Linked DNA regions of Mus musculus: all the other regions are linked to region 3. Evidence: chromatin contacts called from public Hi-C and HiChIP or PLAC-seq data. All regions are on one chromosome and are shown on one strand. The core of a region is the stretch at or near the end of the contact, and the rest is flanking DNA. Distances in the headings are between cores, read along the strand shown.

Evidence for each region. Hi-C and Micro-C count contacts between places; a contact is called where the count stands out from the background. HiChIP or PLAC-seq counts read pairs in DNA pulled down with a chosen protein or histone mark.
Region 1: an H3K27ac HiChIP or PLAC-seq map of trophoblast stem cells shows a contact between it and region 3, with 10 read pairs. The contact joins two enhancer-like sites. A contact is called at or near these places in 4 of 115 datasets of contacts at active chromatin or transcription factors (embryonic stem cells, extraembryonic endoderm stem cells and trophoblast stem cells) and 1 of 9 other capture datasets (embryonic stem cells).
Region 2: a Hi-C map of uterus shows a contact between it and region 3, with 4 times the contacts expected there. The contact joins two enhancer-like sites. A contact is called at or near these places in 1 of 15 datasets of contacts at CTCF or cohesin (the NIH/3T3 cell line) and 1 of 484 Hi-C or Micro-C datasets (uterus).

Annotation. Positions count from the first base shown.
Region 1 is chr6:108,248,414-108,251,113 of GRCm38.p6, forward strand. All of the region lies in intron 4 of Itpr1 (inositol 1,4,5-trisphosphate receptor 1), which reads left to right. Among named protein-coding and RNA genes, the nearest start is that of Itpr1, 37 kb to the left of the region's middle. Within about 2 kb of position 1,393, at least 103 of the 459 cell types and tissues checked have an H3K27ac peak or open chromatin away from gene starts, as enhancers often do. A contact at or near this core is called in embryonic stem cells and trophoblast stem cells, where this site is marked.
Region 2 is chr6:108,305,239-108,307,938 of GRCm38.p6, forward strand. All of the region lies in intron 4 of Itpr1 (inositol 1,4,5-trisphosphate receptor 1), which reads left to right. Among named protein-coding and RNA genes, the nearest start is that of Itpr1, 93 kb to the left of the region's middle. Within about 2 kb of position 1,268, at least 214 of the 459 cell types and tissues checked have an H3K27ac peak or open chromatin away from gene starts, as enhancers often do. A contact at or near this core is called in uterus, where this site is marked.
Region 3 is chr6:108,708,384-108,711,083 of GRCm38.p6, forward strand. No RefSeq gene overlaps it. Among named protein-coding and RNA genes, the nearest start is that of Gm35359, 22 kb to the right of the region's middle. Within about 2 kb of position 1,283, at least 248 of the 459 cell types and tissues checked have an H3K27ac peak or open chromatin away from gene starts, as enhancers often do. A contact at or near this core is called in embryonic stem cells, trophoblast stem cells and uterus, where this site is marked.

The DNA.
Region 1 (2,700 bases), core at 143-2,642, 460 kb before region 3:
CAGACTTATTTCAATGAAAAGCTAAGAAGGAAGGAAAAAAGAAGGAAGGGAGGGAGGGAGGGAGGGAGGCAGGCAGGCAGGCAGGCAGGCAGGCAGGCAGGCAGGCAGGCAGGCAGGCTGGCTGGCTGGCTGCCTTGGACCCTTTGTTACAATGAATCTTCAGCTGTTCCCAACACTAGCTCAGGAATATGCATAATGTCCACATGATTGGGACATGTTTGTGGAGCCATTAAGGGTCTAGCCCAAGGCAGTGTAACCAGTGTCTGAGCATTTCAAGTTGGGTGTGAGCTGAAAGTCTCTGGTTCCTCAGCCTGGGCTCCGAGACACGACAGCCTGCGAGTCTAGCTCTTGCAATGAGCATGGGAGAAGCGTTACTTTCCTCTGTGAGTTGGACTGAGGCCCAGTGCATAGCTATGGATTTGAGGGCTAAGCCTCTGGCCTTTTTCCTTTTGCCAGACCTTTGTTCTCCTTTTCTAGAGTGCTTGCAGAATGTCAGTCCCTCTCTGAGGGGTCTTGGAGATTTAATAAGCTGTCTTAATGGGGGAAGGACTGAAGTGTTTTATATTTGGTCCATCCACTTTGTAATTAGCCTTGAAACTTCCTGGCAACGTTGGTAGGTGTCTCCACCAGGAGTGGCCTATTTCAGGGTCAGTGATACAAATAGTCAAAACCTACTTACTGGATCATAGACTTGCTTGTGGTTTAGGCCTAGGTAGGACACTGAGAAAAGGATGTCATGTGAGGCCAGAGCTGGAGGCTGGTTGGCTACTGCAAACGGCTTCATTATCTTGGAGAAACCACCGTGTCTTTATGTGTCTGTTTCCCCATTCGTTAAGTGCAGGTTTAGTGAAATATCTCCCCATATCCATTCCAGCTCTAGACACTGCAGCCGGCCGGGACTGGAAATGGGCAGGTTCATATTTCACAAGAAAGCATTGGTATTCAGGAGCCTGGAGCTGCCTAGAAGTAGATCTCCTTTTCCCTGGGATTACAAGTTGTCTCTGTCTAGATAAAAAGGAAACAGACAGACTTTCACCCTGAGGCCAGAAGGAGACACAGCCAGGATCTTGGGTCACAAAGGTCTTTCAGGGTGACTCTAACAAGCCTGCTGGCTTAGCTTTCTTTCAAACCCTGTTCCTTTGCTGCACATTGTTTTAATTGTTGCTAAGCAACATTCTCTCCTACCCCCCCCCCCCCTTCTTTTTGGCAAGGCATCCAAGGAATGAACCCATATCTTATTTAGTTTTAAATACCCACATGCAAAGGGGAGGGCCTAACTTAAATTTTGTTTGTTCTTCTGATTTTAATCCATGACAGGAATGCAGAGCTTACTCTTTGCCTGTCTTGTTAGGTAAGGGAAAAAAAAACCCATCAGTCTGTTGAAGGTACGCGTCAGAATCATGCCGTGGGGCATATTGAAGATATTGCCTATGTGTGAAGCTGCCTTGCAGGAGAGGCTCTTGCAACGTGTTCTTTATTCACAAAGTCAATTCAAATTTAATGAAAAGATTAGTAGGTTTTTATAATCTTCATTTCAGATTTGCTGGCTTATCTCAATCTTGCACCAACAGACTCCATTGAAAGGGAACAAAGCTGTAATTTAAATCAATTCCCTGGGCAACCTAGAATGCTTCCAGGGTGTTACACAATCAGTGGGGCTGGTTCCTGTAGCTTGATTATTGCAGGAGTCCCACACACTTCTTCCAGTAGCTCCCCGTGTGTTTCTGCCCACTTTCTTGACGATATGAGATGTGTGCCTGTGGCCTCTCGTATAATGAATGGACACAAGTACTCTCCTGCTCTGAGTCCATTTATTTTTGAATATTTGAGTCACCCTTGGCAAATAGAACTCAAGTGTCTGTTTCACATTCACTTACCCTAATAGTTAATTTACTTGTTAATGGGATTAATTTTCAGCTGTTTTATCCTGAAAATGTTCCCAGCAAAATAAATATGATTACCGTGTCCTCTAATTCAATCCCGCTGATGTGATGTGGCTTCTTCCATTCTAGAACAAATGGATTTTGAAATCCCAGCCAGAAGTAATTGGGTCAATTGTCATATCATTGTATGGTCCTTCTGACAGCAGAATGTAGTGCTTGATTAAGGACTTTTCTTTTGGCAAAGGGTTTTTATAGTCCTGTCTTAAGGGCATCAATGAAGATGAACATGCGGTGAATCACTTGAGCCTATGATAACTTTGTCTCTTCCTCGTTTGCCAAGTGAGAAAATCGGACTGGGATAACTAGGGTGCTGGAGACAGAGAATGATGCTGTGTCAGAATTGGGATTGGATTGTACCCAAAGCTTCCCTTTGTTCTTTGGGGTCATGGATTAAAGCAAAATAAAGTTTTGTCCCGTTTTCCTGTGTTAATAACCTGCCTTCTGTAAACACAAATAGGTGGTTGTGAATACTTTGTTCAGTCTTTACTTAAATTAGTTAAATCAATTTATTGAATCTTATAGTTTCCTTTATATACATCTGTTTATTTAGTCTTAGAACAATTCTAGAAGGAAGTTGCTCTTCTATGGATGGAGACGCTGATATACAAGAGGTACAGTGCTTGGTTTAAGGTCATACAGCTAGCAATGATAGAACCAGAATGGAAATCCAAGCAGTCTGGCCCCAACACAACTACTTTGCCCATTTTTGTGTCCTTCCCAAATATGTCAATCAGAGCTGCGTTCATAGACTAGAGAT
Region 2 (2,700 bases), core at 18-2,517, 400 kb before region 3:
TCTGATGTAGCAACGTTGGAACGCGCCAGAGAAGTAGCTGGGTAGTTTACAGCCTGAGGGCTGGGTTTCCGCTGAGAGTGAGACACCTCCTACCTCCCTCAGTGTGTCCAGGGTGAGCCAGCTGACCCAGTTTTGAGTCTATTTAGGAGATAGATGGCCACTTTCTCCTCTCCCACCAGCCTGTATATCTTGCTGCTTCTGCCTTCGGTCAGGGTCAAGATGCAGATAGCCTTGAGCATCTTCCTACACTGCTGAGGTTGGCAAGATTCTTTCCAGACTCCCGAAACATAACTAATGCCGGAGAATGAGTGAGAGAGGGCATTGCACAGAAAGGAAGTGGATAGGCCGGACTCTGGTCCTGGAAGGCAGACACTGTTAACTAGGTGACAGACTGTTTTCTGAGCACTTAACCCTTTACAAACCTCTCTTCCCGACTGATGGTTTGTTAATGGTTTGTTACAGTTTCCAGTGAGCCGCTTTGCTTTTAGAAATCTACATGGCTCAAGGAGAGGAAAAGCAGGGCTAGGTTTTTCTGGAAAAATCTATGGAATGTGCTCTCTTCCCATCTGTCTGGGTGCTTCTGTCTTCTCTTGTCATATGCCCACACTCTGGCTTGGTGACATTTCTAAAAACCCACAGGAGACAGTGGCAGAATCTAAGCTTGAACCCTGTATTAGAGAGTTTTGTTTTCCTCCCCCACAGCCAACCTTTATTATAACAATAGCAATCATCCCCTCTGCTATTTATTGTAAATTTTCTCAGCATATAAAGGACTCTTGGCATAAGGGAGGAGGAAAATATAGTTTAAAGAACCGAGTTGTTTCTTCTATAAGGAGAGTTCCTAAAACATGAACTTTGGACTTAGTTTGGAAGAAAAAAGAAAAAAACAGTGAAATAAACACTTAGATGAAATCAGCCTTGTAAATGTTTTTATTTGAAAGATGGAAATTGATTGTGTAGGTTCATATGTAACACCGAGGTCCTATAGAAGCTGTAGACTATGAGTCTGTACTTGGGGATTTGAAAAAAAGCAGTTACTTTTGAATTCTAGTGCCAGACTCTGCCCGTTTGCACAGTTTCACAGGGTCTGTGCACAGCAGCGCACAGTGTCTGAAGGTTCCCAGGCCAAGCCTGTTCCCCGGCTGGAAACAGCGCACCCCGGCTTCTCCTTTGGCTCCCTCCGTGTTTTCGCTTTTGTAGCTCTTAGCATTTTCTCTTCCTGTCCACAATCCAGACAGTCCAGGCTCGAGTTGGGGTGTGTGTCCCTGTCCCTTATCCGGCTGCTCCGAGGAAGAGCCTCCCTGGCCTTTTGCTTTCATTTGCCTTATATGGTCAGCTGTGGAGTTCGTTATTCCTGGAAAGGGCCTTTTCACTGTTTCAAGCACTATTGCCCTCCACCATCTCCTGAGGAGAACTAGAGCTTGCTGGAAGCTTGGGGTTCCTGGTTCTAATGGGGATCCTAATGGATTCTCACTGGTTCCAGGGCAGGTGATGTTTGGACCTCAGGCTAATGAGATGTTTAACAATAGGTGTATAGTTAAGAATAAACTTCCTTTTGAAACCAGGGACTCCAGAGTGTTCCGGTGTTTTGTTTGTTTGGTTTCTGTTGTTGTTTGTTTGTTTGGTTTCTGTTGTTTGTTTGTTTGTTTTTCCTTTCTTCCGAGCCCCAAGTGGGCTGGTCCTTCTCATTTCCCAGGATCCTGCTGCCTAGATTGCCTTTCCCCTCGTTATTCTCTCTGGCTCTGCTTCTTGGAGGGCTTTATCTACCACAGGATAGATGACATTGATTTCAGTCAGATCCATGTCCTCAGTTATCTTCTGAAGTACGGCTTCCGGTGTCATAAAGAAACAGTCATCTTAGTGGTTCCCACTCAGGCGGCTGCCCCTCCCCTTCCTGCTCCTCTTCCTGGTGGGATCTAGCCTCCCGACCTGGGCAAGCCGAGCAGCAGCACTTTAAAAATAATTAGACTGAACACAAGAGTGACAAGAAGGTGTGGTTTATCTTTCAGGCCATGGTTAGTTTGTGCTTTAGCCTAAAAAGGAAGTTTGTAGTGTGTTGAATGCAAGTTAGATGTTTCTGGATGAAAGGTGGAGCTGAAGATGAGGGTGGAGTTAATGGAGTAGTCCTTGCTCCTGGCTCAGACAGGAACATTTCTCTAAAAAACTTTTATTTATTTTTAAAAAGGGAAGTTGAATTTGGTAATGGTTTGAGGCGGCTGCCTAGCTACCCTGAGACCGGTTTTTCCCTCCCATCTTTCATGGCCTGCCTCTCCATGGTGGTGAGGATTGGGCAAGCTTTGAAGTCACTTTCGTTTTCTAGAACTTGTTGGTGAAGCCTACCCCCCACACCCCCTACCCCCGGTCACCCCTCTTTTTTTAAAGCATGCCTACATTTCTCTCTTCCAGCTCTGCCTGTCCAAAATGACTTCCCTCTTTTCCCAAATCCCCAGCAGTTCACTGTCTGGCAAAGGAGTGACATCTGGCAGCTTGCTAGGGTAGAGGGAGAGAGATGTAGAAGGGAAGACTGCACGTGTTCAATACCACAATTACCCTGAGCTCCATGCTGTCAGGATGTATTACCCACCCACCCAAGCCAGGGGGGGGGCACACTGGAGTGACCCACCTGCACGATTGTGTGTGCGTGCCTGTGTGCCTGCTTGCCTGCGTGCCTGCTTGCCTGCTCTGGCAGGTGTTTGGGCA
Region 3 (2,700 bases), core at 33-2,532:
AACAATAAAATTTGAGCTTTGATCAGAATGAAATTGTCTTAGCTCCGTTTCTTTTTTCGCCCCGTCTAGATTCCTCTCTTACAGCTCGAGTGGCCTTCTCAGTCGAACCGTTCACGTTGCGAGCTGCTGGCGGCCGCAACAGAAATGGCTCAAACGAAAGGACTTGTCTAGGTAGGCAATGCACTCTATTTTTCACAAAGCCAACGCCAGTGTACTAAATACTCATTTTTTTTTTTTCCTTCGAGACAGGGTTTCTCTGCGTAGCCCTAGCTGTCCTGGAACTCATTTTGTAGACCAGGCTGGCCTCGAACTCAGAAATCTGCCTGCCTCTGCCTCCCTAGTGCTGGGATTAAAGGTGTGCACCACCATGCCCAGCATTTCTGTATTTCAAAATATGTTTTAGTAAGGGTTATTTTGCTTCTCTAACCCTGAGGTGGTTCACAGACTCCTGATCCAGGCACAAGGTTTCCTCGTGATTGGGGGTTAATAATCTCAAATTTACCAACCCATAATTAGAGATTCGGTGCTTAGTCTTAGGGCAGTCACAGTGGAGCATCAGAGGAAAAAAATCACACATGCTGCATGCCGTATTAGCTGCTGTTCTGGCAGGTGCTCGGTAATGGCTAGAGAGCGGGAGTTGACTTGACTTCCTAGGAGATCGCCCACGAACTGGATAGTTCCTCGGAAAAGGTGACAGCAGCACTTGAGTCATGGCGAAGACGAAAGGAGGTCTTTTACCCGTGTAACTTTGCAAGTTACACCCTGACCGCTTAACAAATGTTTACTTAAGCGAATTAATACTAACACTGCCTTCGATAAGAGCTGATGAGGTCGGGAAATCTTAGAGAGTCCTAAGAAAATTGGGGAAAGAAGCCGACAAGAGGAGAAGCAGGAAGAAGAGGAGAGGGAAGAGGGGGAGGAGGAAGAAACTTTTGCTAGCTAGCCACGTGCTTTCAAAGCTTTTCTCTGGACTAAGACGCCTCCAGCTTTGAAATCGCATCACAGAAATTGGTTCCCTCATCCCTCCCACCCATCCCTGGGGCCAAATTCAGGGACCCGTGGCTGCTGTTTTCCTTGACCCAGCACCCCACACAGTCAGTGTTTTCCTGAGTCGGCCATGCCCCGGTCATTTCTTGTGGGCGAATTGGCCTCTCCGGGGCTGTCAGGATGCTGTTCGTCTCCATGACAACAGCGTGTGCGAATGAGGAGATGCAGCATACTGAGTGGTGTCATCCTAAGAAACCAACCCCCACCACTCCCACACTTCTGGGGCCCGGACCGCAGGAAGTGGAATTCTTCTGGGAAAGAGGCTGACGTCGCTGGTGGCCAGGCCCCTGCCCCAGCCCCAGCAGGCGCTGATGCAAGCGCAGCCCGCCAGTGGCAGGCAATCCCCAAGGACCTGGCGCAGCTCTGTGTCTTGTTCCTTTCCGGCCACCCCGCCCAGTTTTCTCTTTGGAGTAAATAGCTTCTGGGTGGTTTCTCACCCAAAGACGCAGTGCAGGTGGGGACAATGTGTCTTTCCTCAAACCAAGTCTCTGTGGCTCTTCCCAGATTGGGATAGGAGGAATCTGAATACCCAGACTGGCCATTTTTGGGTCAATATGGAAGGCGTCCAGAGCTCCTTCTCTCACTTGGACCGCCCAGGTGGCCTGGGATACCAATGTCAGCTGGTGCCAAGGAAACCGCCCGGATCACGAGGGATCCTTGTGGACCGATCAGGAGTCTGTGAACCGCCTCGGGGTTAGAAGTGGTCCAGCCATGGCCGGTCTCCATCGCCCTCTTCTGGGCAAAAAGGAGAATCGTTCTAAAATTCTGTCTGGGACCTCCCAGACCTTTAGAGAGGGCTAGGAGAGTTGGCAGGGCTGGGGTGCGACAGATGTCTCCACAGTAAAACAGATCAGGAAATGGAGGCCCAGAGAGGACAGAGATATGCCCATAGTCTCTCAGCCACGCTAGGAACTAGTCAGGACCAGAATTTGCGTTTTATGTTCACCGCACAATCTGTTTTTGCTGTTTTAAGATTTTAAGACAGGGTCTCTCTTTGTATTAGGGGAGAGAGGGAGAGAGGGAGGGTAAAGGGAGGGAGTAGAGAGAGACAGACAGAGACAGAGAGAAGAGACACAGAGACTAAGATATAGAGGGAGAACTGATCTAAAGGTCAGAAAACAGTTTGTTAGATTCAGGTCTCTCTTTCCACCGTGTTCGTCTTAGGAATTAACTCAGGTCAACAGGCAAGGTGTCAAGACTTTACCTGTAAAGCCATCTCCCATCCTGCATCCTAGAATTATAGCCATGGATTCCGCAACACCTAGATTACTACTTTTAAATGAATTGTGCTGGGGTGTGTGTGTGTGTGTGTGTGTGTGTGTGTGTGTGTGTGTGTGTGTGAGAGAGAGAGAGAGAGAGAGAGAGAGAGAGAGAGAGAGAGAGTTTCTATGAAGTTTGTGCATGTAGGATGTAGGTGGCTGTGCAGGCCAGAAGGGGGCGTCAGATACCCTGGACCTCTACAGGAGCCATAAAAGTGCTCTTAACCAATGAGTCATTTCTCCAACCCCAAATTAGAGATACTTTTAAAACTTTCACAGTTTTAATTTCTACTACCGCTAAGATGTAACCCACTCAATGAAGCTTATCTGGGCACTCAAGTATTTAGAGTGGAAATGAGTTTTAATCCTGAAGCCTGCGGTGTAGGGTGGCTCC